3 separate regions of the Mus musculus genome follow, and regions 1 and 2 are each linked to region 3. Evidence: chromatin contacts called from public Hi-C data. All regions are on one chromosome and are shown on one strand. Each heading gives the region's core, a stretch centred on a gene start, on an enhancer-like site or on the middle of the called end of the contact. The rest is flanking DNA. Distances are from core to core; before and after follow the strand shown. Region 1 holds the start of Ttpa (tocopherol (alpha) transfer protein). Region 2 has its middle 28 kb from the start of Atp6v0d2. Region 3 overlaps Wwp1 (WW domain containing E3 ubiquitin protein ligase 1).

Evidence for each region. A called contact is a pair of places that touch in the nucleus more often than the background predicts.
Region 1: a contact with region 3 is called in a Hi-C map of liver, with 3 times the contacts expected there. The contact joins the promoter of Ttpa here to the enhancer-like site in region 3. A contact is called at or near these places in 5 of 39 promoter capture datasets (hematopoietic stem and progenitor cells, hippocampal neurons, liver and 1 more), 1 of 484 Hi-C or Micro-C datasets (liver) and 2 of 9 other capture datasets (embryonic stem cells and liver).
Region 2: a contact with region 3 is called in a Hi-C map of liver, with 2.7 times the contacts expected there. The contact joins two enhancer-like sites. A contact is called at or near these places in 3 of 484 Hi-C or Micro-C datasets (bone marrow-derived macrophages, liver and nephron progenitors).

What each region holds. Positions count from the first base shown.
Region 1 is chr4:20,007,008-20,009,707 of GRCm38.p6, forward strand. It overlaps Ttpa (tocopherol (alpha) transfer protein), which reads left to right and starts at 1,322. Exons shown (of 5, transcript NM_015767.4): 1 at 1,322-1,636. The coding sequence starts at 1,433.
Region 2 is chr4:19,949,155-19,951,854 of GRCm38.p6, forward strand. No RefSeq gene overlaps it. Among named protein-coding and RNA genes, the nearest start is that of Atp6v0d2, 28 kb to the left of the region's middle. Within about 2 kb of position 1,312, at least 9 of the 459 cell types and tissues checked have an H3K27ac peak or open chromatin away from gene starts, as enhancers often do. A contact at or near this core is called in liver, where this site is marked.
Region 3 is chr4:19,633,389-19,636,088 of GRCm38.p6, forward strand. It overlaps Wwp1 (WW domain containing E3 ubiquitin protein ligase 1), which reads right to left. Exons shown (of 25, transcript NM_177327.5): 17 at 1,866-1,954. Among named protein-coding and RNA genes, the nearest start is that of Gm42259, 16 kb to the left of the region's middle. Within about 2 kb of position 1,298, at least 3 of the 459 cell types and tissues checked have an H3K27ac peak or open chromatin away from gene starts, as enhancers often do. A contact at or near this core is called in liver, where this site is marked.

The sequences.
Region 1 (2,700 bases), core at 72-2,571, 370 kb after region 3:
GAAAAGGCTAAAAACTAAAGAGGGAAGGTAACAAACCGGCTGGATTATATAGGGATGAGCTTCTCTGGAAGGACGGCCCACACCCTGGGCTGGAGGGCTGGCAGGGAGACGGTGGGGTGGAGCATACCTGCCATGCCCTCTAACAAGTAGGGACTGAGAGATGCTGGGACAACCTAGGGGACAGCTCCACTTTGATGTATTAAAAGGCACCTAGCTACTTGTCCCAGGGTTTGAGACTTAACAGTTTTCAGATTGGATCCTGGTTATTTAATACTGTTCCCTCTCCTTCCTCAGTATAGAATTCAAAGCTCTCAGCCCGGTAACCAAGCACCCCAGCCAGCTCTCTTTGTGATTCAGGGGTTCACACCACAACACAGCCGCTTGGCCTTGTTCCCTGGTGTTTGCTTAATGTTCTCCTACACCATGGAGGAGATTTACCTCTGCTCCTTTTACTTCCAGCCCACACAAAAATGAAAAACGTCTCCAAGGCAAGAGTTCTGTTTTGAGGATATCCTCAATAATCGGAACATGGTCTCTACCCAAGAGCCACTCCATCAGACATTCTTGCTCTGAGTTCCTTTAAGGCCTCTTTCACTCGCAAAATCAGTGTTTTGTGAACATGCACTGCATATTAAGAGGAGTTAGTTTTGTGGACTTTCTTCTGTTCAGGTGGCAGTTCAAGTGTAGGATAATTTTAATGGAAATGAAGGAAAAAATACTTCCGTGTGTTCATTCAGATTTCGCGGTCATCTCTGTGTATTCTTCAGCAGACATCCTTCAGGTTCCTTAAGTAAGGGTTTTGATTGAGAGACTGGTGGCATCTAAACACATACATCGTTAGTGTTTAAAATGTGACCTCCCCCACCCGCTCTCCTTTCTCTAGTAGAGCCAGATGCCAAGATCTGGAAAGCATTTTCCTGGAGAGAAGCAAGGAGGAGGAGGAGACTGCCAAAGGTGGCTTCCTTGAGTTACATTTTGGAAACTAGTTAGAATGCCAGAGATGGCCTGAGCTCAGCCTTAAGGAAGGGGTCAGGAGGAGGGTTCCTGAGTGTCTGCTACCCAAGCTAATTAAAGAGCCGTTTACAGTGTTCCCTGATTCCAAAACGGACAGAGGGGGAAGGGCAACGAGGAAAGGGTGAGAAAAGTCTCTGGCAGCCTGATTATAAACATCCCAAGTAACTTTTCGACTTCCCGTTCTTTAGGTTCAACACTAGTGACTTTCCTTCCCTGGGACTGGCTGCGGTTACCCTGGTGAGCACCGGAGGGCACCACGTGGGCTTCTTTAAGAGGGCGCCGTGACCCTTGCACCGGCGGGGCACGGGAGATCGGGGCGGCCCGGGTGAGTGTGCGTGGGGCGGCGGCCACGGCGGGGGGCGGAGGGTGGCTCTGGGCCCGCACTTTTCCCCCCTGTCGCCGGGACAGCACGGCGGGCATGGCAGAGATGCGGCCGGGGCCATTGGTTGGGAAACAGCTCAACGAGCTGCCCGACCACTCGCCGCTGCTCCAGCCCGGCCTGGCGGAGCTCAGGCGCCGGGTGCAGGAGGCAGGCGTCCCGCAGACCCCGCAGCCTCTCACAGACGCTTTCCTGCTGCGCTTCCTGCGCGCCCGGGATTTCGATCTGGATCTGGCCTGGCGCGTAAGTGTGCACCGGGGGCGGGCAGAGCTCGGCGACGGCGGAATCCACGCGCGCCGAGCGTGGCAGTGTGACTGCAGGCGCGCCCAGAACCCCGATTTCGCCCCCGCCGATGTTTTGGTCCCCGCCGCCGCGGAGGACATCCCGTGGACTACTAGGGTCCTTGGGAATTAAACAAAGTGGAGATCCCTGACCCCCGGGGTGCTCAGCTGTGTTAACTGAATAGATAACTAGGTGTGGACAGAGGACGACGAAATGGACATCTAAAGGCATCTTGAAAAAGACTATGTTAATAGAGCTAAATGCACAGTTTGGCATGTTTGAAACCCAGGGCAGTACAGATGATTTCTTTTATGTTTCAGGTATTCACAACACACTGGCCTTGGGGCCAAGAGAGATGGGGCCTTGGGGTCAGGGAGATGCGACCTTGACTTTGTCCCTCTTGGGGTCAGCACCCTTATCTGTTCAGTAACTGTGAGGACATGACAGTAGTTTCGAGAATTGCACATTAACCTGGAATGCTAGAACAAGATGTGCCAAACCCTGTGCTTGGCACGGAGAAAGTAGTCAGTGATCAGCAGGCTGCGGATTTCCAACATGCCCTGGGTTTATGAAACTAATTTTATTGGATAAGCACCAAGTATGGCAAAAAACACCACAAACAATACAAAACAGGAAAAACTTCAAAGGAATTTCCTAAAAGAAAAGAATTTCCCAACACAAACTCTAGTTAGACCTTGAGGACCCAGAAGTATGGCATTACCTGTTACTTCAAGCCTGTGTAACAATGCTCACGCAAACAGGCGCTTGTGAGTTTATTTTTTCCTTTGGCTTTTCTCAACTGCATGCTGTTATAGAATCAGGTCATGTGAACATGTGCTCACACCTACTACTCTTTTGGGGATATCTAGTCAGTTTTTTGTTTGTGGCTGTAGAGATTGTTACTGGGCGGGTGCTGTTAGGCCCTATGCTGATCGTTCATCCCTACATTCAGTGATGGGGGACCCCAGCGCTGCCATGTTCACTGTTCACCTCTTCATTTCATTTGGAGTTTCTCCTTCTTTTTC
Region 2 (2,700 bases), core at 62-2,561, 320 kb after region 3:
AGAGAGAAATAATGAGCCAAGACACAGTTCTCTGATCAAGGCCCAATGTTTACTTATGAGTCTTAGCATATAAGGGCCAGGGGCATCTCTCCCTATGCCAGGATCTCATGGTCACTTTGTCAGAATCTGTCAGAAAAACAGGCTCAGCCTCTCAGCAGGTAGTGGCATCTTGGAGGAAACTGTATTTGTGTCAGGACAATAGACTTTACCTAGGTTGGAAGTCTCCACCCTAGGTGGGCTAGCAACTGTGGCAAACCAGGTCTGAGACAGCCTGCTCAAGGCTGAGGCAAGGGCACAATTCCTCCCTTTTTATTTATTAAAAATTAGCTGGACTGGGGCATAAAATTTATTTATGCTCCATGGTCCTGCCTGCGAATTATGGTGACTGGTGACTGTGCTTGGCTTCAGTCTGAATGTCTATACTCCTTCTGACCTGTCCCTAGGTGGGCTAACAACTGTGGCAAACCAGGTCTGAGCCTGCCTGCTTAAGACTGGGAGAGAGGGCACAGCTCTTAAATTCACAGTGGCATTTCTAGAAATTACTCCTACATATTATTGCCAAATGTGCAAAAGTCTATAAAACATCATTACTTATGTAACAGAAATCACAAATTAATAGATTTAATAATAAATTAATATATTTCAAAAATGCTACATCCAGGAATTGGAAATATATGCAGATATTATAATGATAGAATAAATATGTATGTTAGAGTGTATGATAGTTCATTGTTTTAAATTAAAGAAAGAAGATGTAGAAGGGTCCTGCATTATGACATCCTCAGTGTGACAAACATGTCCTCAGAAACTTGATCTGACTAAAAAATACAGTGATTGCTTCTAGAGAAAAGCAGGATATTTGGGCTAAGAGGGAAAGGTTTACTTTCATTTTACAATTAGTTTGGAAAATGTTTAATTGATATATTTGCTCTAAATATACAGGAAAAAAAGGAAATGCACCTAAGAAGTAAGACTGGAAGAAAGGAAGAGGTTGCAATGCGGAACACATCCAGGATCCTAACGGACAGGACTCATCTGCACTAGAGGTTCCCAGGGTGCAAAGAGCAGGCAAGTTTGTAATGCTAAGATGTTCTAATTTCTTCAATCAATTAAAAAATGATGGTGTGTGTGTGTGTGTGTGTGTGTGTGTGTGTGTGTGTGTGTGTGTGTGTATGAAGGTATCATTTCTCCAGTGGTTTTTGTTGTTGTTGCTGCTGTAGTTCTTTTGTTTTTTGAGACAGGTTCTCCCCTGACTTGGTACTTACCAATTAGTCTGGACTGTTTACTGACTGAGCAGCCTCGGGGACTCTGCCTGTCTCGAGCTCTTCTGTGGTGAAATTGCAAGCATGTGTTACCATAACTTCTTCTTGTGTGGGTTCTTGTGTTCAAAGTCAGGACTTTATGGTTGCAGGGCAGGGACATTATCAAGCTTCTGAAAAAGTTTTAAAAATAAAAACATCGAACCTGTACCTGTAACCTGTCACACCCGCTCTTGGGAATTGGAGTCAGGGTCAAAATGTTGACCCAAGTCTGAGGTACATAGCAAGGCTGTGTCTCAAGCAGACACAGCAACCACAGAGAATAATCATGTGCTTCTTACCCTAGCATTTCCTAAACACTGTGCTAGGAAACTGCCAAAGCTAAGACGTGAAAGACATTACCCAAGATCACCATGAGGCACACAGAAGATCTAGAATCAGGAATTTGGGATTCAGTCATTGACTTCTGTGTGAATCCAAGAAGTAAGAATGCAAACCAAAGCCCGGGGGATGGGGGTTCCTTCCCATGCATAAGATATGTAAGTATGAAAATGTTTTCATGTGATGAATATAAACAAAGAAAAATTTAAGAACATAAATTAAGAAATAATGAGAAAAGTAGGCTTTGAATGCTTATAATTTATGTGCAAACACAAAGAAAAAATAGGGTACAATTTTATGCAAAGTTGTACTGTAAATATTACTCATCTCCACAGAGAATCAACTCCCCCTTTCTTTGTAATTTACTGACCTGCATTTATCACACTGCCAGCAACATAAGCTTGCCAGCTAAGCTCCTCCAGCCCAAAAGCAGGACTCTGTCATGGTGTCCTATCACCAGAGGATACTCCATGCAGTTAGAGGATCTTGAAGAACTATATTATAATTTATGCCAAATGTCATATGTCAGTCCCAGAAAATTTGTATTTAGAGAGACTGTTGTGGACAAAGGGATCAGGAGAAATGTGTTCAAGACAAAATGGGTCAGGACCATAATAAGAGGGATACAGGCCATCATGTCTCTGCAGAGGGCTTGGCACTGAGTCAGAAGGTCTCTCAGTTCCATGGTACAAGGGAGCTCATCAGAGTCTAGAGGGTCAAAGCTGAGAACACTAGGCAGAGGCAGTGGGCATCTGCAGTGCGACAGTGTTTGCAGAACATTGCACATATGAGCTCATAGCAGCTATGTCTAATGCGTGCCTTTCCCCTCCACAAGGACTCATGCCGTTGTATGTGCACGTGAGTGTGTGCCTGTGTGTGCGTGTGCATGTGTGTGTGTGCATGCATGTTCACAGGTGCTGACAGAAGCCAGAGGAATGAACAGAATCCTCTGTAGTGGGAATTTCGGTGCTATGAGCCACCTACTGCGGATACTGGGATCTGAGTTCCACTCTTCATAATTGGACAGCAGCAAGCACTAACTGCTGAGCCATCTCTCCGT
Region 3 (2,700 bases), core at 48-2,547:
TGTTGACTGACAAAGGAGATTCCACATACCCATGACTGATGTTCCTGAAGAAAGAAAAGAACAAATAGAACAGAAAAACATATTCAAAGATAAAATAGAAGGAAACTTCCCTGAAATTAAAGCTCTTAATATGTTCCTTTAAAAAAAGAGAGAGAGAGAGACCAAACGATCTGCAATGAAACTAGTGAACTTTAAGGTACAATGTTTGCACTCAGAGAAGGTTTTCTGACCCAAGGTTTGGCCTATTTCATAGTACTCACATTCAATGCTAAAACAACAGTGAAGCAGTACCTACGACTACTGGACAGACAGTGCTATGCAAGACACTTCTGTCCACTAAGGTTGTTGTTTATATAGAAACCCAACAAAGAAAACATTTCCAAACATGTATCAACTAGAGGAACATAGTGACCCAATGAATTCTTGGATAAGCACCTCAATGAAGAATCTAAATATATAATGTGTGAATGAAATAAAAAATTAAAAGAAAGAAAATAAGGATACAGAAGAACAGTTTAACTGTCTAAACTGTTAAAACATAAAACTATAACCAAATAACTAAGACAAACAATAGTTCAAAAAAGAATGTGAATGTTATCAAAACAGACATTGAAGGGAAAATAAAAAAGTCTCACTTCTAAAATGTACCTTTCATTTCGATGTCTGGACATTTCTGAAACTGAGAAAAACTCAAACTACATACACTATGAATATTTCTTGAATAGTAGCTGAAAATGGTAATAATGATTTGGATAGAGAATGATGCTAATATAAACACTAACAAATTCACAGCAATTATCTATTTCTACCAGGTATGACTTGGTCCTGCGATTTGTCAGATGAATTAAAAGTGTGATTGTCTAATTCTCTAAAATTCTATGAAAATCTGAATTCTTAGGCAGTCTTAATGAAACTGTTAAATGAAGGAACGCTGCCAGGTGTGGTGGCTCAAGCCTTTAATCCCAGCACTCAGGAGTCAGAGGAAGGCAGATCTCTGTGAGTTCAAGGCCAGCCTGATCGACTGATCTACAGAGCAAGTTTCAGGACAGCCAAGGCTTCACAGAGAAATACTGTCTTGAAAACAAAACAAAACAAAACAAATGCCAATATAGATTTGTGTTAAGCAACCAAAGGGGAAAACAAAGACTATTCACTAACTACTTCACAGGTATCCACTCTTAAGAGTCTATTCAGTAAATGCAGAAAATTTCATTTTCTAAGTAAACTCAGATCAGAGCAAGAGCACAAATAAAAGTGACTTGCAACACTGAAATAGCAAAGTTAACAAGTAACCTTCCGTGAACCCATCGATTACGCCATACCATATGTGAAATACTATGCAGCCATTTGATGAGAGCATTAGCAAGTACAGAAGAGTAATCCTAATGGCTGGAGCCTCTGATGGCTCAGTGCCGAAAGCACTTGCCATGTAGGCAGGGGAATCTAAGTTCTCTCTTCACCAGACCCCATGTGCTCGGGCTATGTGGTCATGACCCACCTGTAATCCCAGTACCTGGGATGTGAAGGTAGGAAATAACAGAAAAAGCTGGCTAGTCAGACCAACTCACACAATGCCTAAACATATAAAGGTATAGAGGAAGACACCAGATGTCGACGTCAGGCCTCCACACACATGTGCACATATACCCATACACACACGTGTGTGTGCCACACTCATGCAAGATGACATACACACATACCATACACATACACATATACAGAAAATTGTAATAATGGTTATCTAAAATAACTCCGGTTGCTACTAAAAAGCATAATTTAATATATTCATATATTTTTTTTAAAGAATTAATCTACTACAGATGACAAAAGAGATTTATTCCAAAGCAGTACATTTTTAAGTTTACCTTGCAAGGCCACCATAATCAAGACCTTCTTCTCCTCTAAATATTACATATAATCGCCTCCTCAAGTCATATGGTTTTAATGCCATAATCTAAAGACAAAAATATGGATATTTAGACACTTATATGCTATATAAATACTTCCAAAATAATTCAATTTGTATTTTCAAAAGTATGTATTTCCTTATCTCATATTTAATTCTGCAGTTCAACTGGTTTGTTCCATAAACTAGCTAAAAATGGATGGACAATCCCTCAAGTTTTCTCTGACTTGCTATCATATGTTTTCCCCCGTTCTAGTGCTAAACAGTGGTTGTACTTTGTGTTAGTGATAAGCAAGGAAGAGTATAGTCTCTTAACAAGTGACTGGTAACCTTTTCTCTGAAGCAATACTGTAAGTTTTGGAGTCCCACCACACCTATCTCTGGAGGATAGAAATCCACCTGCAATCCTTACTCGACGATGTACATTTATACAACAGCATGTCTTAAAATAAGACCCAAATACACTCTCATAATATGTAAGTTTTCATGAGAGTTAGTCATAAGCATGCTTCACTTAGATAAAAATTCGTATTTACTATCATCCCTCAGAACCACAGCCAAGCCAGGTCTGGGTCCTACGGCAGCTCATGAATAGGCTTCCCTAAAGGGCAATTATGCTCTCAATCTATATCTGAATCTCTTATCTCAGCCCCATATCTGAACAGACTTAAGACAGAAAAAGTAAAATAACGACTAACATAAATTTAGATACACACTTGCTAAAGTAATTCAAATATAGCTCTGAACAAGCCATGTGTAATACACTTGGAAACTTGAAACAATCATTTGGCTCA